4 separate regions of the Mus musculus genome follow, and regions 2, 3 and 4 are each linked to region 1. Evidence: chromatin contacts called from public HiChIP or PLAC-seq data. All regions are on one chromosome and are shown on one strand. The core of a region is the stretch at or near the end of the contact, and the rest is flanking DNA. Distances in the headings are between cores, read along the strand shown.

Region 1 (7,069 bases), core at 299-2,798:
CCAGCAACTAAATGCAAGTAACAAGTTAAACTTAGTAAGGTTTCTGCCCATCAGCGTTCTTTCTTTATACCGAGGGAGGCAGAGGCATGAACTGTAAAGTCAAGGAATTTGACCTAGAAACCTCAGGACAAGTTAGTTATGTGCTTCGTTCCAATAGCTTTCTTCCATTCACGGTTCCCTCTCTTAAGAGTCTGGTAATGTTATAAAACTACACCTGGCCTTTCAAAATAGTCTCTAACCTATTAAATCCCAATAGTCCCAACAGAAGGAAACTTGCCTTCAATAGTTGGTCATATTAGAGGATATAAAAACTAAATTCAAGGGAGGTTCCCCCACCACATCCACTTCTTTTCAATAAAAAGTCCTGCAGGAGTATTAACTCAAGGCTTTGAGGGTGGTTGGTCAAATATGGAAACAATCTCCCATATTTCTGAGGAAGCCTAAGTTTAAGGAGCAGTGGAAATATTCCCTTGAGCTTGGGGATTCCGAGGATCTGGAATTCCGAATCAGGTACGTTTCTTACATAAAGACCAAGGAGACTTGACCCTTTTTTCTGTTCTTTGTGAAAACAGGCCCGCTGAAAGCCCACTAAACAGGAAATTAAAAGAAAACGTCAAGCTAATAGTTTCTTCTCTAACACGTTAAAGAACATAACGGGAGGATGAGAACAAAGAATCTAAAACAAAGGAAGATCGGTTCCTGTACATAGAAATGCACAGTAATTTAATAATTGCCATTAAGTCTTTAAAAAACAAAAAACAAACGGGAAGCATGGTCGGAAAGTGAAGCGTCGTATGCATCGGATTGAGTTGATTTCTAGGAAAACGTGATGTGTCTGAACAACCAGCCAGATTTAAAACTCTGATGCTGAAACTTGTTCGATGGTGGCCGCCTCCTTAAGGGCCTTACTTCTGGCTCTTCTCTAGCTCCCTTCCCTGATCCCACTACAACAGAGCTGGTGAAGAAAACGGCAAAAAGACCTTGTCTTGGGCTCAGAGATCATCTAGATTGCGCGACACCGCCAGCACCACGTCGAACTTCATTTCTGTCCTCGGCAGAACCCCGCCACTATCTATCTATCTTTTCAAGTCTTCCCCCACCCCATCCCCGCTAAGGCTCCACCTCCCCCGACCCTTTCCTTTCAGACGCGCCACCCTTCTTCTAGGACTTTCCCAGCCACCAGCGGCACCCCCACCCCCACGTTTCCTAATCCACTCCTGACGCCCACCTCTCCGCTGGCTCAAGATCCCCAAATCCCTACGGTCAGCGGACTGTGCGGCCGGCCCTGGTCCGAACCATCCTCGTGACGGTCCCGCCTCACTCACCCTCTGTCACCTCCAGCACCTTAATCTGCTCCTCTGCAGCCGCCCGCACCTCCTGCACCGGGGACAGGATTCCGGTGAGGGTATCCACCAACGCCTCCTTCAATCCCTGTGCCACTGGACCCGGCAGCCCAGAAGCCGCACCAGCTGCCGCCGCTGCCGCCATCTTTCCTCCCCTCAGCCCGCCAGCCCCGCGGCCGGGACCCGCCACCGAATGACGGCTCCCGCGTACGGCCAATCCGCGAAGCCGCGCCTGCGCACCTAAGTACGCGGGAGCGGGCGGGGGGCGGGGATAGAGCGCAGCCTCGGGAGACAGCGCCTTCTGCTGCCGGAACCGAACCGCGATTCGCGGGCCAGGAAAGCTTTGGGCGTCTATGCACACACAGAATTCTCATAACGGTTTGTAGTCCTGAAGTCGCACGCGCTGTTAGAAAACGCGCTTGGAATAAAGGCGCGTAACCTTTGATGGCAAGGCCCTGATGGCAAGGGAGCAAGAAAGCTAATCCCGAGGGCGTGAGCACAGAAGGCCCTGCACCTTGTCTGCTGTGGATTGTAGTGGGATTGTAGATGCCCTCCCTCGCCTCGCCCATCACCGCTCTCTACCTGCATGATTCTAGGCCCAGATTTAAGATGAGTTAGGACAGAGGTCGGGCCTTAAGGAAGGGGGTCAGAATAGCATCTTTTTAAAACTAACACCCCTCCCCTCAACTAAAAACAGCAGTTATTCAGTTGGCTCCGTTTACAGTTTAGCTTTAGAGATCCTAAGATGCTGGGGAGCGGACAGGGAAAAGGAGACACGCAGAAAAACTGAAGTGAAATTGGCAGTGGGGAGTGGTTGCTTTAGAAAAATCCAGTCTTCTAGCTTTTTAGCTTAGATGAACCCAATGTCAAAAAGGGCTGTCCAGGGGAGACTACCTACAGGCGAAGGAGCATTTTTCTAGAATGATTTTTTTAAAAAAAATATTATCTACCTATTTGTCGTTATCTTGTTTTGAGACAAGGTCATATGTGGCCCAGACTAGCCTCAAACTTGCTCTGTAGCCCACACTGGCCTTGAACTCCCTTATCTTGATCTTTCTGTTTTCACCTCCCCCATTGCAGAGATTGCAGGTATGTGCCACCACACATGGCTCTAGAGTGATTCTATGAGTGTGACTACTATGAGTGAATCCTGCAAATATATAGCATTACTTAATTTTTTAAAAAGTGTTGGGGGAGGCCGGATGAAAGACACCCAAGCACCTGCCGTGGCTACCACTACGATGGATGAATGTGTGATGGGGAGATGGGAAAGATGGGGAGTGTGGTGGAGATGGAGGAGGAAACCAAGCTGAAGGGTTCATATACTGTGGAGAAAGGTGGAACTAGGGACTTGAAGGCAGTGAAGAATAGGGGGATATGAGGAGGCCATGCTGAGGTCCTGGCTCCAGCTGCCCCCAAGGGCCATGTCTGGGTTCCTGGTCCTGCTGCAGCTGGAGTTGCAGTCTGTGTCAATGTCTGGCACCTGAATTAGCATCAAAGGCAAAGTGGATGTCAGTGGTCTGGGCTGCTACCAGAGACCATGTGGATATCTGAGAGGCATGCTGCCAGAGGGAGGGGAGACATGCTAATCTGAATGGCTGCACTTGATACCGTGGGACATCTGGATCCATACTGCTTCGGGGGTCCACCTGTCTGGGTTAGAGGTCCTATGGCAACCAGGTCTGTGTTGATATCCCAGGCTGTTTTACCACCAAAGGCCATGCAGATGTCCCTGGTCAGGACTGCTGCCTGAGGCACTATTCTGAGCTGGCCCTGCCCCTCGCCTGGGCAACATAGTAGAGCTGACCCTGAGGGCAAGGGACTGGGTAAGCTAGCCCTGAGGACATGAACACAGAAGGCCCTGCACCTTGTCTGCTGTGGATTGTGGCCGGCAAGGGAGAGATGCCCTTACCCCACCCGACCCCTCTCTACCTGCAGTAGGTGGGAGAGCTGGCCCTGCCCCTCACCTTAGGAGAGTGGGCCCTGCACCTTGCCTGGGCAGCACAGTAGAGCTGGCCCCAGTGTCGAATGCACCGGTGAGACATCCATGCGGATCTGAGAGAAGAGTTGAGGCCGCCTCTTACTGACTGTGCTGCTGAGCTACTGGAGAGCTTACCCTGGGGGTGCAGGGGCGGGCTGACCAACTCAGCTACCCAGGCCCAGATCCAGGGCTTTGAGTTTGCCTATTCCAACATCTACCCCATCTATGATCTGCTAGAGTATGTAAAGGGGCTGGTCCTGCAGATCCAGAGCTGCAGGATCTCCACGACACAGACCAACAACAGGAGATCTGAGAGGAGTCCCCATGAGGATCCAGGAGTGGTAGTGTAGCAGAACCCAGAGCCCTCGCAACAGACCAAGGACTCTCTGCAAAGAACATTTGCAAGTAAAGATATGTGGACAAAAGGGTGTACTGGGTGACACACTATGACATACTACAGTTCCCACAACTAGATATTTGGGGTTTTCTTTTTTTTGTTTGTTTGTTTTTTGTTTTATTCTATTTTATTGGGGGGGAGGGGTTTGCAAGAGTGGAGGGCAGATATGAAGGGATGGGAAGATGAGTGGAATTGGGGTACATGATGTGAAATTCACAAAGAAATCAATAAAACGTTTTTTTAAAGTGTGTGTGTGTGTGTGTGTGTGTGTGTGTGTGTGTGTGTGTACACGTGTACGCGTGCGCGCCATGCCTTGGGACACCTGTAGAGGTTAGAGGATAACTTAGTGTGGAGTTTATCTTCCGCCCCGTTTATGTCACTCAGGTTGTCAGGTGTGACAAGTACTTCACTGCCCCCTGAGCCATGAGCCATCAAGTTAGCCCAACATCCTTCCCACCACCACTTCAGGGAAGTCACGATGGAAGGGCTGAGGGAGAAAGAGTACTTTAATATGGCTATCCAGGGTGGTCACAGGAAATGGCCACAACCTAAAGCCTCCACCCAACAGAGCAAGTGGAGGAGATTGGAGCAAGGGATTAAACTGCAGGCCACACTCGGTGGCAGGAGGGATGGAGTGACTTATGCTGTTGGCACTTGGAGCAGGTGTTTCTTGGTAAGCTGCTAAGATTTAGTGCCTTAGATGCGAATATTTTCTAGGAACATTTCTCTTATTCACCAGCTAGCAGTTTCAAAAGACAGCTCAAGACTGGTTGCTAAACTGATAATGACTGCAGCTTAAGTGGCCTAATCTGAAAATTCTTTGAAAAGAACATTCTTGAGGAGTGCTCTAAACCCATCTGTTACCTCCTGGTTGTCAAAGAGGGCCAAGGTGGCCTGTGTCACCATGGTGCTTTCAGAGGAAAGAGAGTGCCTCTTGATTCTGCAGCTCCATAGTGGGGAACAGTAAGGCTTATTTTCTTCTGTGTTACAGTGGCCAGGAGAAACTGAACTCCATTAAAATAGCTGTCCTTGGAGGCAAGTTTGTTTTGCTTCCAAAAGAAAATGTGTTTCTCAACCTTCCTAATGCTGTGACCCTTTAATAGTTACTTTGTGATCCCCAACTATAATATTTTTGTTGCTCCTTCATAACTGTAATTCCATTACTGTTATGAATTGTAATGTAAATATCTGATATGCAGGACATCAGACCCTTGTGAAAGAGTCATTCAACCCCCAAAGGGGTCTCGGCCCACAGATTGAGGATCGTTGGTCTAGAGGCTAGATTGAGAACTCAAGACCTTCCCCCACCCCCACCCCAAGCCTGGAAGCCTTGCTTTCTGGTAAGGGAAGCTGTCATAGTTAGCTTAAGCTATTAACTTGACACAAACTAGAATTACCTGTGAAGAAAGAACCTCATCTGAAGAATTAACTGCATCAGGTTGGCCTGTAGCCAAGTTTGGGAACCATTTCTTAATTGCTAATTGACATAGTGGAAGCCAGCCCACTGTAGTTAGTTCCATCCCCAGGCAGGTGGGCCTAGGCTAAGACCAAAGGGAGCAATCCAGTAAGCAGCACTCTTAAGTGGCTGTGGGTCCAAGCCTCTTCCTAGAGTTCCTGGCCTTGGCTTCCCTTTATAATGGACTATAACCTGTAAGATGAAATAAAAACCCTCCCCACATTGCTTTTGCTCATATAATCTGCAGCTGAAATAATGCAGGACAGAACTGTCCACAGTGTACAAAGTAGGGTTCTCTCCTGCCCACAAAACAGAAGTAAAGACTCCTGCTTATTAGCATTTGGTTGGGGTAATTTAAAAGCAGGTGGGGTTTGCTTCTGAGTTAGGCAAAGGACCACGAGCTATTTGTCATAGCATACCAAGCATTAAGATAGATGGACACAGAAACCAAGCAGAGAGAAACCAGAGGACAATACAGGAGATAACTTTATTGAAACGCAAATGGCAGCAAACAGATGAAATCTGCTGGATGGAGACATGCCTGGTCGGCAGAGGACCCAGGGAAGGGTAGCCTCAGTGGCGATGGAGGAAGGCCATTTCAGCTGGCCAAGGCATGGATTTCATTTTCAACCAATTTTTTTTCATTTAAAATGAATTACTGAGGGGACAGCCCAGCTCTCTTCGTGATTGTTACCGCAACTATATACAACAATTTGCTTTCCAGATTCAGTTCTGCCTTTTCTACATCAGGTATAAAAGGGGACAGACTGGAATGGTGAGGGTCAAATGAGAAGAAAATAAGACAAACATACAGACACACACATATCCTGGTTTGGGATTTTTCTACCCAGTAAGTTTTAAAAAGTGAACATTCTTGCCCATCCTCCACCTGAGGAATGCCGTGCATTTGAGAAACAGACTCTTACATGAGCAGTGCTGTGTAAAACAGGATAGGGAGGGGGAGGAAAGGAAGCCACCAGGGCCTGGAACTCACTATAAATTTGTTTTGTTAAAAGCAATAAACCGAACAGCATTAGGAAGTGGGGTGGGGTGCAGCAGAGCTATATGGGAAACTGGCTGCTGGGTGGGAGTTTGCTCTTTTTTATCTTCCTTCTTAGAGAAATGCCATGGAAGCAGGATGGTGTCACAGGAGCTGGGAGGCAGGGAGGCAGGATGAGGCCACAGGAGCTGGGATGCAGGATGAGGCCACAGGAGCTGGGATGCAGGGAGGCAGGATGAGGTCACAGGAGCTGGGATGCAGGGATGCAGGATGAGGCCACAGGAGCTGGGATGCAGGATGAGGCCACAGGAGCTGGGATGCAGGGAGGCAGGATGAGGTCACAGGAGCTGGGATGCAGGATGAGGCCACAGGAGCTGGGATGCAGGATGAGGCCACAGGAGCTGGGATGCAGGATGAGGCCACAGGAGCTGGCTGGATGGTAAGGAGGGTTATTTTGGTGTAAATGTTTTACTCCTGCTCGCCTTGGACTTTAGTCCCTCCTTCCAGTGCTTAGTCCCTGAGCTCAGGAGACCCGATACTAGTGATTTTTAATACTCTACACAAAAGTGCTTTTATAGAAGGGGAACTGACAAATTTGAAACAAAACCACTTCTCAAAGTCTCAACTCTTCCATGGCCATAGCAACTAGTTTGTGAGTTTGGAAATCTATGAAGCTCTTTCTGGAAAAAAAAAATTTATTTTTTTAAAGAGGATTTTATTTTGTTCTATTTGCTGAGTACTGTACTTAGGTCCTGGTGTGGGAAAAGGCAAGGTTGAACTTAAGGACGTAGATAACGTTATTTTCACTGTGCAGAACTCTCTCCTGTGGGTGGAGCAGAGACATGGCCTTTCTGGCAGTAACTGGAGCCCCACAGCTGTCAGCTGCTCTGGG
Region 2 (7,174 bases), core at 3,834-6,333, 210 kb after region 1:
ACCCACTTCAGGCCGCAGGTCCTTGCTGGTTTCAGCAGGTTTCCGTGCTGGACAGCTCCCATACCTCCTAGTTCCAACCTGGAAACCTGTGGCTGCCTTCCTCCCTCCTTAACCATTTCCTGCTGTTCTGCTCCTTCCTTTACAAGACTGGGTGGGAGGCGTGGGGGGAGGGTCCAACTGCCTTTCCTGCAGACCATCACTCTCCTTACTTTCCCCGTTACCCTCGTGCCAGAGGATCGACTTTTGATACACCCTCAGGAGATAACACCTACCTCCCTGTTTCCTCCTCTCCCTTCTACTAGAGTCAGGCAACCTAGATGGACCTTGTCTCTGCCATTACCTGATAATGGGCTGGAAGGCTTGCATCACGATGACTGCACAGTTGGCCTTGCTACAGAACCACCGGAATTACCCGGCCTCTGCCAGTAGCCATTCACTGGTCTCAGGGTACCCTAAAAGAAATCCCTGTCAGCACAGACCAATGGGTGGCTCTGAGGCACCCTTCCTGCAGCTTCCTGCAGTCCCTGAGCAGGAGCTTTCTGCTGTATCTTTCTAGCAGCCACCTCTTCCTCTCTCTTTTTCTACAGTCATTCTGAAACTCCAAGCCTGCGTGGGCCAGAAGCCTATGATACGGACAAGGCAGGCAGAAGTGAGCCTCTGCAAGCTTGAGACACTGCCGTGGCCGTGGTGTGGGGCTGAGCACAGCCTGGACCCAAAATGGCTCTTTGAGGCACACATGTGGTGGAGAAACAATTCCTTCCCATAGTCAGACTTCTTAGCTCTTTGCTCTTGTCAGGCTGTTCTCTGTATAGCAGCGTACCAAAGATCTCTCCCCTCTTCCCATCTGTACTGATGTGTTTCCCCCATCCCTGAACCCCCAGGACCTGAAGTCAGACTCTCAACACCTGCTCTTAATTCATCAGCATCCTGGCGAGCCTCCCATGGCCCCAGCCCATCATCATCATCATCTCTGCAGCTGCAGCCGGACAGAAGCAGCAGGGATAGTTTTGGGAGGAGGTGTAGCTCGGGGTTGAGGGAGGAGCCGGCACTAAGACCACTGGGGAGCCTCAATCTTGAGGGGTGCAAAATGTGTACTTAAGCATATGTTAAACAGCTCTCTCCTCATTCTATCAGTAGAGTTAATAGCAAGGAGATGCACCAGTGACCACAAATCTGGTGCAGGTCCAGGGCATAGAAGCTGGGAGAACTGAGCAAAAGAATAGAAAAACAACCAGGTCCCCGACATTTGGATAAACTCTGGGTTCTGGATCTGGTGCCTCTGACTCATCTGTCGTCTAGCCGCTGCCCCAGGGCCTAACTAATTGGAGGAAAGTTAAATAGAGCCAAAGAAAACAAGGGAGATATTACAGAGCCCCAGGTTTCTGGGCTTACAGGGGAGAGAGAGCAGATGTCTTAATTTATGAGCCTGCATTAGTCTACCCCAGGGGAGAGGAAGACGCAGGCCTGGAGTGGGTTGGAGTCTGAGGGCTAAAGTGTCCCCTCTCTTACTGAAGGGCCGTGAGACTGACGGATGGATGGGCCTACAGCTGGAGTCAGGTTGGGCCTGGGGAGGGCATTCATCATGGAGAGCCTCATAAAGCCAAAGGACAGGGGGCTGCGACTGAAGGCTGCTTTTCCCACCAGAGTCTTGGTTACGACCCAAGGTCCAGGGACATTGATGGCAAGGTTAGGGGGCATCTTTGATGATAAGGACAACCTCCCTTGAGGCGCCTAGAGATCAGGGAGAGAGAGAGAAAAGATGTAACTGAGAATGACAGCGTCTGAGTCACAGGAGAGGGACACTAAATGTATTCCAATCGTCCCTCGTCTGACAGTGGAGCCTGAACCAGAGGGACAAGGGCTGACTCCTCATCCAGGTGGCCCTTCAGCAATGTGTCCCCATTTTGCTGACTGAGCCATGAGACCTGTGTTTTCCTCAGCTTCCCTGCAAGATACATCTGGTTATCTCTTCCTCCATCTTCTACCCTCCATCCTCCATCTCCATCCTCCATCTCCATCCTCCATCTCCATCCTCCTCCATCCTCTTCCATCCTCCTTTCTAATCGCTCTTAGCTATCTGACTTTGAGCACAGCCTCCCAGGTCTTTCATTCACAGCTGATACGCTCGCTAACCACTCCTCTTTCCACTGTCTCATAGGAGGAGCAGGAGACATGCTGGTGTTGGCTGTGGGGCACTAGGGAAATGATTCTCACCCACTACCAAGAGGAACAGTAAAGCTGAGAGCTGTCCAGAACTTGCTCTTTGGTCTTTTGTCCCACCACTTCCCAGTCGGCCCTGCACTTTTTCAGAGTGGGGCCCACAGGCTTTTCCCTCAAACTTGGTTGAGGCTCACATCTGCCGTAGCTGCCCCTTAGATTGGCCAACAGTAAATGAGAGGATGGCAGTGAGACGGGGATTGCTCAGTAGAGCACTGGGGGCCCGCACCACAGGAGAGTTAGTGTCCCCCATTAGGTGCCTCAGGAGACCTGCCTTGTGAGAGGACAATGGGCACTGAGAGGAGAGGTAGAGGAGGCCCACACAACCATTTCCTCGCTGCTTGGTTTGCCCGAGAACCCAGAGCTCTGCTTAGATTGTCCCAGAAGCTGAGTGGTAATGCCCCATCTAAAAGCTGGTGATTTTGACATCTAGGGCTAAACAGAGACTTGTGAGCAGGAAGTGAGTTAGCTCTCTTGCCACTTTCCCATGCTGTCATTCCCAGCTTGGAACTGTGTCTCTTCCTTCCCCTGCCTGGTGACTCAGCTTTCTTATCTTCCCAGACCCCTCATGTGGTCCAGGGAAAATGCCACCGTGAAGAGGCAGATGCTCCTGGGAGGGAGAAGTAGGAGGAAGAGATTAATGGGCCAAAAAGAGATGTTGAACCTAGGGTGGGGTCCAGGCTCCCACTCAGAGAGCCAGCTAGGCTCCGGGCAAAGCTGCAGAGATTTGCATACATCTGCATACATTTGTATATGCTTGTTTTCTCTGAGTGCCGGCCTAGTTCCCTATGGTTTCCCATTCCCTCTTCTACATCAGGCCTGTTCAGCCAGGCAGGACCAGTACCTCACCAGGAGCCCCCAAGAGGCCACTCCACTGCAACGGAGCTAAGGTGGGCCTGATGCAGACAGACACCTTGTGCATATATACATAGGGTATGTTTCCTCCTGGGTCCTGGACTAAGAGGTTCTTGTTGGATCACCCTGTCACTTGAGGCTAAACAATGACAAAAACTACCTTCCTTCTCTGTCTTTTATTTTTTTCCAGGTGCCTACATTATCTAAGAAGAAGCAGCAAATTAGAAGGCAGGGATGGAAAAAAAAGCCTTACAGGGTTTTTTACTTTTTTTTTCTTTTTTCCTTTTTGGTTTTCGAGACAGAGTTTCTCTGTACAGCCCTGGCTGTCCTGGAACTAACTCTGTAGACCAGGCTGGCCTCGAACTGAGAGATCTATTTGCCTCTGCCTCCCAAGTGTTGGAATTAAAGGCGTGCGCCACCACTGCACAGCTGGGTTTTGACTCTTACACACTTGTTATACAGCATGGCAAAAGCACGGGGCTGGAGCAGTCATTCATCCAGATAGTAGGGTCAGCTTTGTGATGGACACCATTGTCAGGGCTAGCTGGGAATTCTGCAGGGAACAGAGTGGTCTCCCCATCCTCCATCTCATAAAACTGACTGCCGCTAGCACGCAGAGAGGCATGAAGGAAAAAGATAGGTAGCTGGGTAGATGGTGCCACTGGTCCAGGACAATAAAGCCAGAGAAAGACAGAAGGAGAAGCGGGGGATGGAGGGTGGGCATGAGGAAGACAAGACACTATGGTCATCAGTGGTCCAGACATTGAATCAGAGCTGCAGCAGGCCCACCTAAAGTCCATCACAACCCCACCCTGCTTCACTCTCTGGTGCTCGAAAAGGAGGCCTGGATGGTTCAGCATTAGGTGTGGCTGGCCCAGCTCAATGACCTGTGACTACATAGTCTGACCCTTGCTGTAGCATAGACATAAGCTTCATCCAAGCAAATACTGATTTCTCCTTCCTTTAGAGGGTGCCAAGGACCAGGAAAAGGGAGACTGACTGTTTGGAACTTTGGGGAAGATGGAAATGTTTTATATCATGATTAAAATTAAACAACTGAATAATTTTGTTAAAAGCACGTTGAATTTCATTATACCTCAAAAAGGCTGCCAAAATTTCTAAAAAAATAAAAATAAAATGGAAGGCAGGAGAGAGTGGGATGGAGAGAAGGGTGAGTGTGGGTGATCAGAGGAGCCTGGATGCATTTCCTGTTCATACTGTCCTTGTAACCAGCATGGTGCCGGGTGCTTCCTAACCACACCTCCTCCACCTCACTCTCTGAACCTGTGAAATGGAAATAACATTGTCTTCTCTCCAGGGTGCTTGGGAGGGTCAAGCCACATAGCCTCTATTTGGGGTCCACTCCATAATGCCTGCTCAGATAACAGCAATGACCTTTTTGCTCACCTGTTGCTAGGTAGGCATTGTTGTAAGTGCTATACTAGGTCCATTATCCCCATTTCATGGATGAGAAAATTGAGGCACAGATGCCAAATTTTCTTCCCCTTTCCCTTTGGATAAAATAGAAAACTTCAATCTTTTTCTGTGTTTTGCTGTGATCCCACTGAACATAAATGGGCCATTATTATCATCCTTTGAACTACAAAGAATCCACAGGTAAATAAACTAAAGAAATGCTGAGGTTAACTAGGTCTCTCCCTCTCTCTCTCTCTCTCTCTCTCTCTCTCTCTTTCTCTCTCCTCTCTCTCTCTTAATTGAGATACACTTGAATGTAATATACTTTTTCCTTTTTTTTTTTTTTTTGGTTTTTCGAGACAGGGTTTCTCTGTGTAGCCCTGGCTATCCTGGAACTCACTTTGTAGACCAGGCTGGCCTCGAACTCAGAAATCGGCCTGCCTCTGCCTCCCAAGTGCTGGGATTAAAGGCGTGCGCCACCATGCCCGGCCTACTTTTTCCTTTAAACACATAATTTGTCAGTTTCTAGTGGGATCACAAAATTGTGCAATCATACTGCTTGCCTAATTCCAAAACAGCCACGTGTTCCCCTAAGAAGCCTACACCCAGCAGGCATCATCCTCTCCTCTAGTTGGAGACACTCATTTATTTTCTGTCTCAATGGATCTATCCATTCTGAAAATAAGCAGGCTCCCACAGCACGTGGCCTTGCGGGTCTGGCTTATGCCATGTGTGTGATGGTTTCAAGGCTCATGCCTGTTGTAGCACATGTTGATACTATGTTTACTTTTATGAATGAAGACTGTGCCACTGTGTTGTACACTGCTTGCTTTTTGCATCATTGTGGCCACAGGGGCCCAAGACAGAAGCAACCTAAGGGAAGAGAGGATTTCTTTTGCTTCATAGTTTCAAAGCATCTCACTTTATCATGATGGAGAAGGCACAGTGCGGGTGCATGGGGACAGGAGTGAGAGGTGGAGATGTCTCTCGTGGCACGGACCAGGAAGCAGAAATAGGAGGCAGAACCAGGAACCTATACAGGTTCACAGTTAGATTCCCACTTCTGCCCCTTAAGCCTTACTTCCTACAGGCCCAATTGCCTTTAAGGTGGAGACCAGGCACTTAAAACATGAACCTGGGCTGGAGAGATGGCTCAGTGGTTAGGAACACCAGTTTCTCTACCAGAGGTCCTGAGTTCAATTCCCAGCAACCACATAGTGGCTCACAACCAACTGTAATGGGATTTGATGCCCTCTTCTGGGGTGTCTGAAGACAGCGACAGTGTCTTACATAAAATATGTCTTTACATAAAATAAATAAATCTTTAAAAAACACACAAAAAAGCATGAACCTGTGGGGGAACATACCAGACTCGGATCATAACATATGACATATTACAGCTTATCTATTGATCATTCATTATATAATGTTGTGTCTGGCCAGACACAACAATATAATATCTACATTTTGAATTGTTGGTGCTATGAACACCTGTGAAGTTTTTGTTTAGCCATGGGTTTTCAACAGTCTTGTTGTCAGAAATCAAATGCGGAATGAGGGGTTGAGGAGATGGCTGGGCAGTTCAGAGCACTTGCTGCTCTTGCGAGGAATCTAGGTTCAGTTCCCAGCACCCACACCAGGCTGCTCACAACCACCTATAGCCCAGCTTCAGGGGGTCTGATGCCCTCCTTTTGTCTCCATGGACACCCACATGGCATACATTCACCCAGACAAATAACACATAAATAAAAACAAATATTTGAAAAATTGTCAAGTCAAATGGTATTTCTGTTTTAAGATGTGACAAAATATTTCCCAAAGCTACTATCTTGCTATGCACTCCCATCAGTAATGCACAGGGGTTCTGATTCCTCTACATTTTGCCAACTGTTCTTTTTTAAAAGATATATTTATTTTCAATTTGTGTACGAAACCTTTCGTGCATGTGAGCGTAGGTGCCCTCTGAGGTCAAAGTATCCCCCTGGACTCCCTGGAGCTGGCGACTCCTGACATAAATGCAAGGAACTGAACTCTCACCCCCTGCAAGAGCAGGACACACTCTTAGCTACCAAGCCCTGTCTCCAGGTCCCTGGCCAGTGTTTATTGTCTATCTTTTTGACAATAGCCATTGCCATGGGGGATGGGTGTTCTGCCATGTTTTGATTTATATCTCCCCAATGACTCCTGCATTTAGCATCTTCCCTGTGCTTATCTGCCATCTGTGTGTCTTCTTTAGAGACATGCCTCTTCAAATATCTTGCTCATTTTATTTTTTAAATTATTTTTGGGATAGTAGAGATGGAACCCAGAACCTAAGATACCAAGCAAGTGCTTTAGTAGCAGGCAACATCCCAGACTCTCCCTCATTTGTAAATACAAGCCACGAAGAAAGACCTCACCAACCCTGGCATTTTGTTCTTGGATATCCAGACCCCAGAATCTCGAGACAAAAAGATTTTGGCACTTTGATATGGCAGCTTAAGGAGACTAACATAAACAGCGTCACATGCGTTCAGATTGTATGCAGCCACTAATACCATCTGTCTTCAGAACTCTTTCAACTTGCAAAACAAACTGTGCATCCATTAAAAACAAAAAAACAAAAAAACAATTCTCTTTGGGGCTGGAGAGTCTGCTCTTTCCAAGGACCTAAGTTCTTCCCGGCACCCGGCACCCACATGGCAGC
Region 3 (7,100 bases), core at 1,147-3,646, 150 kb before region 1:
CTCCTGCCTCAGCTTCCTGAGTACTGGGACTTCGGGCAATGTGCCACCATGCCTAGCTGGTATCGGGCGTTTATAGAGAGAGAAAGTTCACCAAATTTTGTCAAGTATTTAGACAAGTGCCTTGTACATCTTAGGAAACCCTGTACATTATCCCTCCGCCATCTTTGTTTACGGTGTTTTGTTTGTTTTTGCTTCGTTTGTTCTTAAATGATGTGAAGGAAACAGAACGGGGAAACGAGGAAACCTGGGCACTACCGCCCATGTGAATTCTGGGAGAAGGCGCTGCAGTGCTTGAGGGAGCGCGCTCATCAGAATGGTTGCAAAATCGGGAAAAGAATGCATGCCAATGTCCTCAGTGAAGACCTCCGTAGTCCAAAGGGCAACCCTTTGGAAAGCAGAGAGAGGCCTCAGCCATGATGTTTTGAAGGACAATAATTGATTCTGCTCTATAACTTAAAGATAGTGGAAGAGCCGGGCGGTGGTGGCGCACGTCTTTAATCCCAGCTCTTGGGAGGCAGAGGCAGGCGAATTTCTGAGCTCGAGGCCAGCCTGGTCTACAAAGTGAGTTCCAGGACAGCCAGGGCTATACAGAGAAACCCTGTCTCAAACAAACAAACAAAAGATAGTGGAAGGATAATGAGCAGGGTTTCCTAAGATGTGCAAGGCACTTGTCTAAATGTTTGACAACATCCGGTGAACGTCTAAACCTAGGCACCTGATACGGGCCAGGCATGATGGCACACTGCCAGGAGTCCCAGCACCCAGGAAGCTGAGGCAGGAGGATTACAAACTCAAAATAGATTCTGTTGTTAACTTTGACAACTTTAGAGTATGCAAATTTAGGGAGGGTTTAATTTTCCAATCCTGTTTAATTTCTAGCTCCCACTGAAAATTAGGACTCAAAATATAGCAGAGGAACCAAAGATATTTCCCAATGTCCAGCTTCCGCCCAGGCACCGACGGGAACTTGGCTTTGCTTTTGGTGCTAGGTTAAACCATGGTGCTTTCAGTTTCCCAACAAGTTCTATCGCAAGGCTCGCTTATTCCTCCAATCAAAGGAGGAAGTCAAGTGCTCTTTGGGTCAGTAAAGGGGAACTGTTAGCTGGATAAGCAAGCTCCAATAGTCTGCCAACAGCTTTGGTGAACCTTGTAACCCAGCCTAAGGCTGTCACTCTTACAAATGTCCGCTATGAATAGTTACCTAAACTTCCAATATTCATCCAACTCTGAAAACCTTAAGACTTAAGAGCCAACCGTTATTGAGAAGGCTGAATTATTATAAAGTCTAGAGTACTCTAATTACACATTCCCATTTTTGCTCGGATTCTTTTAAGTCAATAGCAGGATTTCAAAGGAGGAAGTAAAAATGCTTCTCGGGCTGTTTTAACCTGTGCAACCAAAAGGGCTTGCTAGCACATGAAAGGACCCTGTCAGCATCCAGCTAATTAACCAACACTGTCCAGGCTCCAGCAAGGAGAATTATAAAACAAAACAAAAAGCAAAGTTTGCGAAGCAAGTTTCTCATCCTGAAAAGACAGAGGCTAGCGGACAAGTCGGTCCAGCACGTGTGTGTCAGAGGTGAGGCAGGGCAATCTAAGGCAAATAATCCCGACAGAGACCAGGAAGGCAGGAAGGAAGGACGGGTAGGAGGAACAAAGCACCGGCTGGAGAGGTTCGAGCCCAGGAATGGGGAGCACGGGGCAGGAATCCAAAGCCGGCTTCTGGGGAAGAGAGTAGGGGCACGGGGATCTCCCGCGGAAGCTGCGGAAGCAGAGCCAGATTTCCTGCTCTCCATCTCTGGGCTGCTTAGGAGCAGCAGGCTGGCCAAGGGGGCTGAGAGAGGCCGGTGGCCCGGGCGCCCCGCGCGCACTCACCCCGGGTCCCTCCCCGACGCGGTAGGTGAGCTCCAGCTCGAAGCGATCGGCGGCACCGCAGGGCTGCCGGAAGGCCACGCACAGGGCCTGGCCATAGTGCGAGAAGGGCTGTGTGTGGAAAGGCACGGGCTCTGCCGGCGCCTGCTGGTCTCCCGGCTGTCCCCGTCGCAGCGTCGCCGCCGTCACCTCCAAGCAGCTGTGCGAGTCGAGCCGCAGCTCCGAGGCGCCCTCGGGAAGCAAACAACGCAGCTCCAGCGTCGCCGTGCCGCTCAATCCGCGGCTTCCCGGACCCGGGCCCGGAGGCCCGAACTCGGCCCGCAGGTCCAGGTGCAGGTGCAGGATCTCGAAGGCGCGGAAGCTGGAGGCCGAGGCCACGTCCACGGCTTGGGCCGAGTGCAGTGGCCGCCGGGCGGCCGCGCTGTAGTTGCCTGGTCCGCCGCTCTCCATGGCTCCTGAGCGGTTGCTCACCCGCCAGGAAGGTCGGTCGCTCCTCGGGTCTTGGCAGGCTCCGCCTCGAGGCGACGCGCCACCATGCGCCCCGCCCTCCGAGGAATTCGGGCGGCCACAGCCCCTAACCCCCTGGGGCTGTCCCCTCCCTTGTGGCACACAACCCCTCTTCCTGCTTCACACAGGTTCCTGTGCTACCCTGAGACCGAAGTAGGTGGTGTGGTGGGTCACCCTAGTTCCAGGTCACCCTTGAGGATTCCCCATCTTCTAAGCAGTCTGCAAGATGCAGGGGACCAGAACCTGGATTGAAAGGCTCTGGGTTTGAAATTTCACTCACTCTCTCCACTAGGCCAGTCATTAGGACATGTGTGACATCTTGAATGAATTGTAAAACAGGAGTTGTAATGCTGTTCTTCCGTCAAGGAAGATGTCTAGCGTGCTTAGTAAATAGCCACACACACACACACACACACACACACACACACACACACACACAAACCCCCGCAACCCCAGGCACACAGATCTTTAACGCTTTTGTGTCAGGACCAGAGACGTTTTGTGGTTGTTATATATCTATATGTTCCCACTCAACTTAAATTTAGTTGTTTCTATTTTTAATTTTTTCTTTTGAAAAAATATGGATGGGTGTTCTGCCCGCACGTATGCCTAGTGCCTGCAGATAGAGTCGGACCCCCTGGAACTGGAGTTACAGACCTTGTAAGTTGTCATTGGATGCTGGGAACCAAACCAGGTCCTCTACAAGAGCAGCCAAGGACTCTCAACCGCTGGGCCATCTCTCTACCCTCAAGTTAGATTTTTAAATGAGTTCATTAAGACTAGTTAAACTCCCTAGCTATTGAAATCATGCAACTTTAAAAAAAATTATTGTGTTACTATGTAGCCCAAGGTAGTCTCAAAATAGCCATCCTACATCAGCTTGAGGAGTTATGGGATTACACCCTTCCTAGATAATATTTGTTTATCAATGCTGGAGATCAAATGTAGGGCCTTAAGTACCCTAAACAAGCACTCTGCCTTTGAGCTACACCCTCATCCCTGCACGCATGGAAATGCTTAGTCGCCCATTGCATGTTCTTTGTATTTTCCTTGTGTGGCTCAGTTTGAGCTGGACACAGCGCTACATTTTGTTTCTCTTCTGTGACAGTGCCTTGCAGAGGCAACAAATGAAGAGATTAAGTGTAGCCATTTCCTAGGGATTGAAACTTTTCAGTCTTTTTTTTTTTTTTTTTTTTTTTTTTTTTGGTTTGTGGAGACAGGGTTTCTCTGTATAGCCCTGGCTGTCCTGGAACTCACTTTGTAGACCAGGCTGGCCTGGAACTCAGAAATTTGCCTGCCTCTGCCTCCCGAGTGCTAGGATTAAAGGTGTATGCCACCACACCCGGCACTTTTCAGTCTTAAAGAAGAAAGAAGGTCATACAATTTAGGTAGCTCAGAATGTGACAAGGTTCTCGAGGTTATAGAAATAGGGACTATGGGCTGGAGAGGTGGCTCAGTGGTTAAGAGCACTGACTGCTCTTCCAGAGGTCCTGAGTTCAATTCCCAGCAACCACATGGTGACTCACAACCATCAGTAATGGGATCCGATGCCCTCTTCTGGTGTGTCTGAAGACAGCTACAGTGTACTCATATAAATAAAATATATAAATCTTTAAAAAAAAAAAGAAAAGAAAGGAAAGGAAAAGAAATAGGGACCATGCAGGGACAGAGGACACTCTTTTTTTGTGGAGCTTTGGGTATGTTTCTTCAGTAGTCCAGAGTACCCCTAGCCATAGTGAACAGATATTTGTTCATGTCTTTGGAGGAGGAAAACAACAATTAAAGGTATATATCTCTATTATCTATCCAAAGACAAAACTTCCCCCAGGAACTGGTATAGAACCTAGAGACTCACATATGCTAGGCAAATGATTTACCACGGAACTATACCCCAGACCCCCACCCCCTTCTCATAAGACAAGGTCTCACTAATGCAGCCCTGGCTGGCCTAGACCTGCAGCCTCAGCCTCAGAGATCTATTTACCTCTGCCTCCTGACTGATGTGATTAAAGTCTTAACTCACCATGCATGAATCTGGGTTTTTCTTTTCTCCTTAACTTAATGCAGAAAAAAAATCATAGAAGCAGGGACATTCTAGTGACAACAGAGCACCTGTATTGGTAAAGTGTTACCTGCTATGTTAGCTCACCAAGAAGCTGGCACTTGAAACTTGACCCCTCCACTTCAACCCCAAATTTGTTTAAAATGTCCTCCAAATTGCCCCTGTCCTGGGTCAGTATGCCACTGTTCCCTCTTCACCCCCTTCCCCACTATGTAAAAGGGAGAAGAGGAAAACAGCAAGCTGCTAAGGTTATTAAAAACACCGAGTCCCTGAACAGCTTGAAGTTACTTCCAACAGAAATGACTGTTGCTTATTCCATGGGATAAAAGTTCCTGTGATGGGGAGGGGCAGCTTATCCAGGAAAAGCTGCTAGGCTGGGAATTCCAGAGTTCCCCAGTCAGTTCCTGCTGGATGTCGCTAAGGCCTGATTTGATGTTATCTTGGCTTTCTAACTCCACTGCTCCTGTCACCTCTGCTGGGTTTGATCTGATGATAATTTGCTGTGTGTCTGCTGTCTGTCTGCTCCTGTCTATCTGCTACTTGCTATTGGTTCTTTTACTTTGCTTGCTACATGCCTAATAAACTCATTCATCTGAAACTGAGAGCATGCACACATGATTCTCCAGCCTGCATAGAACACCCACCTAGACTTTGGATTCTGTATTTATTCTCCAATAAAAGGCACTAGTGCTTATTTATTTGTTTATTATTTAATTTTGGATTTCTTGAGACAGGGTTCCTCTGTATAGCCCTGGTTGTCCTGGAACTCACTTTGTAGACCAGGCTGGCCTCGAACTCAGAAATCTGCCTGCCTCTGCCTCCCCAGTGCTGGGATTAAAGGCGTGTACTACCTCTACCTGGCACTAGTGGTTTTTAAAGCAGACACTGATTGTGGGGGGAGAGATTTGATCTCTAGATGAAACTGGCTGTGGATGAGACGTTCCCCGAGGGCGCGGGGGCCCTATATAGACCTGGATGAGGCTGGAGATAGCACTGGTCTCTTGATGGACTTGGCAGCCAATGAAAAGGCAGTTCCTGCAGACATTTTTAATGATTTTGAAAATCTCTTTGATGATGATGATGATGTCCAGTGAGGCCACCTGGTCCTATATGCTCCATGTCTGTGATGTGCCTGGAGTCTCTTGAGATAGGATCAGCTGATTGTAGACACCATGTGAATATTACTAGAAATCAGGACCTAACCGACCAATAGGGGGATTGCCTGAACCAACTAGGTACTGAGTGATGTCTTTGGGCATGCCAGCCTGTGTCCTTGTTTAAATAAATAAAGAGCAGTATAACAGGAAAAAAAAAAAAAAGATCTTGTTGAGCCAAGTGTGGTGGTAGTACACACCTTTAATCTCAGCACTTAGGAGGCAGAGGCAGGCAGATTTCTGAATTTGAGACAAGTCTCATAATGTAGAGATACACAGAGAAACCCTATCTTAAAACAAAACAAAGCAAAACAAGCAGAAAGAAGTGGTGTTGAGAGGAGGCAAGAGCCAGCCAGCACCGAGAACTGCCAAGCCTGACAAGCTAACTTTGATCCCAGGGACTCACCTGGGAGCAGAAGAGAGCTGCCTCTCCCACATTGACCTCTGACCTCTGACCTCTACACCTACCCACTCCCATACCCACCCAGAAATAAATCTAGTAATGTTTTAAAAAGAGTCAACCGGAAGAAGTCCCCCAGCAGCCAAGGTTAGAACAACCTGCACAAATAAATAATGAGAGTATTGGATCATAATCCCCAGGGGAAATAAACACCCATGAGCTTGTACACAGCAAAAATGAGAAAGCAAATTGGAAGCAATTCTTTCTTTTCCATTTTTATTTTATGTGCATTGGTGTCTTGCCTGCATGTATGTCTGTGAGGGCAGCGTCAGATCTTGGAGTTGCAGCTATGAGCTGCCATGTGTGTTGAATGAAGCCTGTTCCTCCAACATAGCTGTAGCCATTTTGTGTCACGCCCACCAGCCACCCCACATTGCTGACACAAAGGCAGGTTGACTGTAGATGCAGAAAAATAATTTGGCTCAGAGCAAGGTCGAGCTGGCCGTATATTCTGAGGCTTGTTGTTGTTGTTGTTGTTGCTGCTGCTGCTGCTGCTGCTGTTGTTGTTGCTGTTGTTGTTTATTAGAAAGTCCCCACCTGTAGCCTTCACTTAGAGCCAAGCAAGATAGAGAGGGCATCTTGAACTGTTATGTCTAAACTAAAGAAATTTGGAAAAAGGTCAACCACCCTACAGCCCTCCCAGCACATGCTTTTGAGTTCATTATGTTATTTTTGCCAATATAAACTGATCCTGGAAAACATTCATCTCAGTGCCTCCTTCCTAGTACATCTCAGTCGTGAGCACATACCAAATTCAAGAAGAGTTGTCCTGTGAAAACCAATTACTATTCTTCAAAACATAAAGGGTGGGGCAGGAGAGGTGGTTCACTGCTCAAGAGCTCTCGTTGGACTTGAAGAGGACCTGGGTCCAGTTCCCAACACAGAAATGGTAACTTCTATGGTGGCACATGCCTTTAATCCCTGCACTTGGGAGGCAGAGGCAGGCAGATTTCTGAGTTTGAGGCCAGCCTGGTCTACAAAGTGAGTTCCAGGACAGCCAGGGCTACACAGAGAAACCCTGTCTCAAAAAGAACCCCCCCCCCAAA
Region 4 (6,695 bases), core at 2,612-5,111, 240 kb after region 1:
AAAGGGGACTCCCTCCCTGGAAGGAGCAGCCCTAATGACAAGACAATAACCTAGGCTGAAAGATGATATCAAGCATGTGTGACCTGAAGCTGTGCCCCTAACCAGCATCCTGAACCCTGGTGGAGCCCAGAGTTGGCAGAGGAAGTAAATGACAGGAGTAGGCTTTGAGAGAGTCATCTCTGGAGGCCTTAGAGTGAAGCTGGGGTAGGGTGGAGGTCCAGCTAGGCATCCACAGAGGCAGAGGGAGGCTTCTCATAGAAGAGTGGGCCACATGACTGCCTGAGATAGGTGGTCTACCCTTGGCTATAAGGAGTCAGCCAGCTTCCCAGTTTAACAGCAGAGCAACTTGTTAACGGGGTGGGGGTGGGTGGGGGGGGAGTGGCGGGGGGGGGGCTTTGGAGGCAAGGATAGTGTGGGGGTAGGGGGTTGGGGAGGGAGGCTCTGGAGCCCACAGGAGTGTGGATGGGGTGGTTGGGGGAGGGACCAAGCTTCAGAAGATGGAGGGACAGCCAAGATTGTAAAGAAAATATGAGCCAGACTGGGCACATAAGAGAGTAGTTGCATTTCAAATGATCTTCTAAAGAAAAGACTGAATGTGTGCCTAGGGGCCTTTGGGTATTAATTTCTGGTCCAGCTCAGTGACTGAGGATTGGGGAAAGGGTACTTCTGGCACCCTGGGGCGGGGGTAAAATGTTGATCTGAAGCCACAAGACCCCTGGAGGGCAAATCTAGCTCACCCTGTGGGCAACGGTCCTGCCTCCTACTCTCTGGGCCTCAGTTTCCCCTAGAGAGGCAGGGGGGCAGGGCAACAACCCTGCTATTATCAGGGGCTCTGCTAATAAAAATGATTGTAAAACTCATTTCAAATAGTGCTCCCTCTTCACAAGGGAGGCAATTCTTTCCCACAGAGAGGGTTCAGTTCCTGCAGTGATCTGCTTGGAACCTCTCTGCCCTTCAAAAGAGGGGCTCTTCTGTTCCCTTGTGATCTGGTGAATGCTGTGTCCTTGGGAGAGCAGTGGGCCGGGCCCTGTGCCCGCCGCTGGCAGCCGCCTGCACACAGCACAAGGGAAACGTTGTGTGCCTCCGGAGCCTGGCGTGTGAACTGCCGAGTGCAGGGGGTAGTGGGGGTGGGGTTCTCCTTTGACAGTGGTGGAAACTGAGGCATGGGGAGAGAGCCAACAGAAATGAGGGCTCTAGCTCCCTAGCTTGGGACATGTTACTAAGAGCTAGCATTTAAAAAGTCCTGAGTGCCTTACATAGTACTGGATAGTATTAGGGTTTGATTTGAAATGTCCCTACTCCAGGCTTAGCAGGCAGTCACCTCACATTGCTGTTGCCACAGGCATACGCCATTCACACCAGCGCGTCTTCCCCCATCATGATGGTCTGTATGGTCTCAAACTGTGATAAAACAACATCCACCCCCCACCCCCCACCCCCGCCAACCCAACCCATTAAGTTACTTTTTGTTAGGTATTTGGTCCTAGCAACAAGGAAAAATAACCTGCACAAATAGCAATGCCCATGTGCTTACCAAGAGCTTAGTATGTGAGTCATTTTACATGGCATTTTTCTTTTAATATGTATGTTTATTCCTGACACTAGAATAGGGACCGTCAGTTTTCCTGTTTGGTAGAATGGTAAATCCCAAAGATGTTCATTCATTTTTTAATTTTTTTTTTTTTTTTTTGGTTTTTTGAGACAGGGTTTCTCTGTGTAGCCTCTGTGTAGCTCTGTGTTCCTGGTTGTCCTGGAACTCTCTCTATAGACCAGGCTGGCCTGGAACTCAGAAATCTGCCTGCCTCTGCCTCCCAATTGCTGGGATTAAAGGCGTGTACCACCACTGCCCGGCAAGACCTTCATTCTTTATTGTTCAAACCCATGTGTGTCACCAAAAATGACAAAAGGGCCTTTACAGCTGTGAGAAGCCCTCCGACGACGGGGAGCAGATCTTAGACTGTCCAGGTGAACACCAACACATCACACACGTCCTGACAAACCAGAGCCTCTGCCTGCTGCAGCCAGAGGGATGGCAGCTCAGGGGCTGTCTGGTTCTTACTGACTCTGAAGGACATGGATGGATGGAACTATGGCCTGTGGAAGCCAACAGGGGCATTGAACAGATAGATTCTCCTGATTCTACAGATATCTTCAATTTTGTCTTATTTCCTTTTTCACTGCTGGGGCTGGAGCCCAAGTCTTTATGCACACTAGGCAAGTGCAATATACACCATTGAACTATCTCTTGGCTTTATTCAGTGGCATCCTTTGGACTTCTGATGCACTGGGCTATACGAGAACAATTCCTGCCCTTTAAGCAACACCTTGTGGTCCTCTTTTATAGCAGAAGGGAAAGCACTCGCCTCCTGTCTTATAAGTGAGGGCGAGGAGGATGAGAAAGGTCCAAGCAGAACTGCTAAGGGGGAGGGGCTCACCTTGAGCCAGCCCTCTCACAACGAGGACGGACCCCAACAGACCCCAACGAGCTTTTCTGTAGTATAGCCCAGCCTGGGAAAAGTTGCTGAAACTGAGCCAGAGGACCATCCCCTGAGACTCCTACTCTAACATTGATGGGGTGGTGGTACCCTAAGTCTCTGCTGCAAGTCCTGCAGGACCCCTTTACACCTGAGGTAATGAGGAACCCAGAGTCTAGAATCGGATGTAGGAGATCTGTCACCATCTGATGTGGCCACCTAGGGACTCTGTATCGGATACCCTCAGATCCTCTATCTACAAAACAAGAACACCAGCTCCTGTCTCAGTGGACGGTGGTGAGGGTGGGATGAGGTCGTATTTGGAGAGCTACGGAAGGCAGATACTGTGACCGTGAAGAGCAGAGCTTTGCTGACAGACAAGTCCCGGGGGACCTGATTGTTTTCAGTGCCATAAATGTCACACTGTAGGCTTGCTAAGCATGGATGTACCCTCAGTCTCTCCTGTCAGTTCTTAATTAGTCTATCGCTCCCCACCTCACTCCTCCCTGAGGACTTCACTAACAAGACCAGGACAGCTTAATCAGGGCCCTGGTCACCCCGAAATCTAACCATCATCTATCCTTGTAAGACTTGTTTGCCAAGCTCCCTTACAAGACCTCACTGGCCCCGGGCCTCACCCTGAGCTGCGAATAGTCTCACTTTTCTAAAGAGGAAAATGATACTCAGACAATTTTTTCTTTTTCTTTTTGTTTTTCGAGATAGGGTTTCTCTGTATAGCCCTGGCTGTCCTGGAACTCACTTTGTAGACCAGGCTGGCCTCGAACTCAGAAATCTGCCTGCCTCTGCCTCCCGAGTGCTGGGATTAAAGGCGTGCACCACCACGCCCGGCTTCAGACAAGATTTTGAGCCACCTTCACCATCATCTGGGACCTGGACCAAGGTGCTGACCTCAGAACCCACCCCCTTCCCAGTGCTTTGATGATATGACAAACAGTAGACGCAGACCCCTCTCACACACACTTCTGCCCTGAATCTGCTCACTTCCATTGCTCCCAGGCTGGGAAACACACACACACACACACACACACACACACACACACACACACACACACACCACACCACACAAACCCTGGGAACCCCATCCCAACTGAAACAGAAGGAGAAAGTCACCTGCTTTCCACATACCCCCTTAAATGGCCTGTTTGTAAGACCACGCCCTCAGCTGTGCTCAGCAGAACCTGGGGACCTCTGAGAACATGGCATAGAGAGAGTGCCCAGTCAGGAGCTCTCCAGTCCTATCCAGCTGAGAGACAGCTGTGCCCCAGGCCAGGGACCACTGTGCAGCCACACCTGGCTGGCTAACTCCAGACAGCCCAGGCCTTAGGCAGCCCAGCTGCTGAGGAGTGGCCTTGAATGGGGAGTGAGTCACGGGGCCTGGAATCCCAAGTCTTCCAGGACTTCACTCCTCCCCAGCCCACTCCACATCTGCCCTCCAGATGTCTGCACTTGAGAAACACCCTCTGTCTACAAGGACCCAAGTTCTGGAACACACTTAGCAAAACACCTTGAGAGCTACCAGGTACCTTCATAAGCAAGGGGCTGCTCGATGAGTCTCAGATTTCATTGGTTATACTCAGTGCGGACCCTTTTTTTCCACATTGAACATCTTATGCCCGAGCTGTACTTACTGACTAAGACATAAGAGGCTGATAGGGGAAGCACAGCCCCTAGCTGCAGAGAACTCCCAATCTGGGCATCAAGATATGGAGATCCTGAGACAAGCCAGGGACACCGCCCTAGACCTTAAGTCAACCCACTGTTGAAGAGGCAGGGCTTTGCCTGAGGTGGGTAGGGAGGACCATCTCTTTCCCTGGGGAGCTTCCGGAGTCTAGAAATAAAGGACCCAGAAGAAAAGCCCAAAAATGAAAACAGAAGAAAGAGAAATAAGTCAGTTCGTATATAATGCCCACTCTAATGCCAGTGTCAGACACATCCAGTCTTAGCAAGCACTGGAAGGTCTCGTTCACAGTCACGGCCAGTAAGCAGCAGACCCTGGATGCAAAGTCAGATGGGACCACACCCTGCCTCTGGGTGGCCCCGTGTATGACTGCAGCAGATTCATCTCTTCCTGTGTTATCATCCTGACTAGGAACCAGCTCATCTTCCTGTTCATATCCTCTAATATTAAATATCGCTGCATCTAGGACGGCCTCCCTGACCATATTACACTGGAACCAGATGGTCTGCTAACCCTGTCTGGGTAAAGTCAGGAGGAGGCTCTCAGAAGGACTCTCGTCTTTCTGCTAGAGGAGCCCTCACGGTGCAGAGGCAAGCTGTGGTCCAGGCTTTGCAGTTCGGTGGTCTCTGGGGGAGAAGGCTCGGGATGAAAGGACTCCAGCTTGGCCCCAGACCAGACTCTAGGTAGTTGTGTAGGATTCTTGGAAAGAGCAAGTACAGAGGCACACAATTTGGAAGCCTATGGAATGCTGGATTCATTTGCCCCGCCTCCCCTGCCCCCAGCCCACTGCCTACTCTGGGGCTCCGAGGATAGGAAGCAACTTGGTCTGTCCATCACTGTTCAGAGCCCTGGGAGACCCAGCTTATGGCATAGAGCCAAAGACCCCAGTGGACCATATGAAGACCACGGTGAGTGCTTAGCAGTACCTCCACTCCCAAAGAGAGGGTCTGCAGAGAGGGAAAGAGAAAGGCAGCTACACAGCCCCAGAGATGGGTTTATAGACACAGCGGCATCCTCCTATGGCATCAGCAGCTTGAGACTTGAAGAGCTAGGTGACAGGGTCTCACTAAATCATTGCCTCTCCAGGCACGCTACGGCCAAGGGCTCTGGCAGGGAACCAGGGTCCTAGGCTTATCCCAGTTCCTCCTGTACTTCCTCCAGTTACTGCAGATGCACGAGTTCTGTTGGTCATCAGCCAAGGAAGCCCAAGGCTAAGGCAAATGGTAGTTTGGGGCGGGTTATATCCATCTACAGTGGGCAAGTTAGCAGAGCCACACAGGAGGGTTGTGCTGATAGGGGAGGGAAAGCTGGCTCTGGCTGCGGGTCCCAGTAACCGCAAGAAAAGAAGACTCCAGAGACAGCCAGACTAGACAACATTGACGGTTTGTTTTTGCCAACCAACACCATCTAAGTCTGTTTGAAATCACCCAACATACTTGATAGTCCAGGAGAATAAAGAGAAAAACTGAGGTTGTTTGTTTGTTTGTTTGTTTTTGTGGGACAGGGGTAGTTCTATAGATAGAGCCTATGCCAAGAATCAAAGTCTTAAACACCATTGAGGGTAACAGACCCAGCTCTGCTCTCTAGGCCGTTAAAGTCCTCTGCTCGCCTAGTTTTCCCATACAGTGCAGGGCTGCCCCACCCGAGGCTCTCACCCACCCCCGTCTTTCATCTAGTGTAGAGTTGAGTGGGTAAGCCTCGCTGCTTTTCCCAGCCCAAATGACGCAGGGGCCAGCTGGCTGCTGCAGAGGAGGGCGTGGGAATCCTGTGGGTTGTGCTGGGCAACTGCGCCCTCTAGTGGTAGCCACAGAACGATGCACAGACACGCAGACAAAGGGTGAACCAGATTTCCTATCTCCTTTTGCACCATCTCTTCCCAAGGCCTCTATGATACAGTCGGCGCCAGATGACTTAGGCCCTGCTCAAAAGGAAGTGGAAGAACAGCTTGTGGTCCTTGACAACTTCTAAACCAAACCCTTGGAGGAGAGAGGAGGCCAGTGCTTCTGCACTCTGGCCACACCTTCTGTGAAAGCCTTCATCCGGCTACAGCATACTCTCATGTCTCTCAAAACTCTTTCAGCCTCTCCTGTCTGAGATGCTACCCCTGCCAGAGGAAAATCCTAAGCCTCCATCCCATGCAGAGACTTGAAAGCCACAGTGTGGGCTTCTCAGGGGACAGGGATCTGCTTCTGGTCACCCCAAAGGGGAACTTCAAGCATTCCCTAAGGAAGCACTCATTCACTGAGAACCCATCTTATGCCACAACATCTGCAGCCACAGTCTCTCAGCAGGCCCAAAGGGAACCAGAGTCAAACCCCAGTTTACAGAGTGGAGGGTCGGGTCTCAGAAGGTCAAGTGTCTTGTCCGTGAGCGACTATTTGTCAATAATCTCTGGTTTCTGCAAGCCAGGTGCTAAGCTAAGTGTGTTATTACACAGACTCTGTTATACAGATGTCCCCATAAGCTAGGCTGTCCGGTGAGCTAGGTTAGAGTTAGCTCCCTGTTACAGATGAAGGTTCAGA

The links. HiChIP or PLAC-seq counts read pairs in DNA pulled down with a chosen protein or histone mark.
Region 2: an H3K4me3 HiChIP or PLAC-seq map of bone marrow-derived macrophages shows a contact between it and region 1, with 2.6 times the contacts expected there. The contact joins the enhancer-like site here to the promoter of Ipo9 in region 1. A contact is called at or near these places in 4 of 39 promoter capture datasets (the 3T3-L1 cell line, cranial neural crest, embryonic stem cells and 1 more), 4 of 115 datasets of contacts at active chromatin or transcription factors (acute myeloid leukemia, bone marrow-derived macrophages, embryonic stem cells and 1 more) and 3 of 9 other capture datasets (adipose tissue, macrophages and pancreatic islet).
Region 3: a contact with region 1 is called in an H3K27ac HiChIP or PLAC-seq map of embryonic stem cells, with 10 read pairs. The contact joins the promoter of Rnpep here to the promoter of Ipo9 in region 1. A contact is called at or near these places in 3 of 39 promoter capture datasets (the 3T3-L1 cell line, the SN4741 cell line and hippocampal neurons), 2 of 484 Hi-C or Micro-C datasets (CD4 T cells and peritoneal macrophages), 7 of 115 datasets of contacts at active chromatin or transcription factors (the SCID.adh cell line, bone marrow-derived macrophages, cardiomyocytes and 3 more) and 3 of 9 other capture datasets (adipose tissue, liver and pancreatic islet).
Region 4: an H3K4me3 HiChIP or PLAC-seq map of craniofacial prominence shows a contact between it and region 1, with 4 times the contacts expected there. The contact joins the enhancer-like site here to the promoter of Ipo9 in region 1. A contact is called at or near these places in 7 of 39 promoter capture datasets (the 3T3-L1 cell line, 3T3-L1-derived adipocytes, the HPC-7 cell line and 4 more), 1 of 15 datasets of contacts at CTCF or cohesin (embryonic stem cells), 5 of 484 Hi-C or Micro-C datasets (cerebellar granule neurons, differentiating embryonic stem cells and embryonic stem cells), 18 of 115 datasets of contacts at active chromatin or transcription factors (bone marrow-derived macrophages, craniofacial prominence, embryonic basal ganglia and 9 more) and 5 of 9 other capture datasets (adipose tissue, embryonic stem cells, liver and 2 more).

What each region holds. Positions count from the first base shown.
Region 1 is chr1:135,428,943-135,436,011 of GRCm38.p6, forward strand. It overlaps Ipo9 (importin 9), which reads right to left and starts at 1,549. Exons shown (of 24, transcript NM_153774.1): 1 at 1,326-1,549. The coding sequence starts at 1,488. Nav1 (neuron navigator 1) reads right to left here. Exons shown (of 30, transcript NM_173437.2): 30 at 5,638-7,069.
Region 2 is chr1:135,634,933-135,642,106 of GRCm38.p6, forward strand. It overlaps a transcript of Nav1 not described here. Among named protein-coding and RNA genes, the nearest start is that of Gm4793, 41 kb to the left of the region's middle. Within about 2 kb of position 5,084, at least 8 of the 459 cell types and tissues checked have an H3K27ac peak or open chromatin away from gene starts, as enhancers often do. A contact at or near this core is called in bone marrow-derived macrophages and embryonic stem cells, where this site is marked.
Region 3 is chr1:135,281,688-135,288,787 of GRCm38.p6, forward strand. It overlaps Rnpep (arginyl aminopeptidase (aminopeptidase B)), which reads right to left and starts at 2,397. Exons shown (of 11, transcript NM_145417.3): 1 at 1,875-2,397. The coding sequence starts at 2,321. It also overlaps the pseudogene Gm19642.
Region 4 is chr1:135,664,655-135,671,349 of GRCm38.p6, forward strand. It overlaps a transcript of Nav1 not described here. Among named protein-coding and RNA genes, the nearest start is that of Gm32835, 20 kb to the right of the region's middle. Within about 2 kb of position 3,862, at least 97 of the 459 cell types and tissues checked have an H3K27ac peak or open chromatin away from gene starts, as enhancers often do. A contact at or near this core is called in adipose tissue, bone marrow-derived macrophages, craniofacial prominence and 2 more, where this site is marked.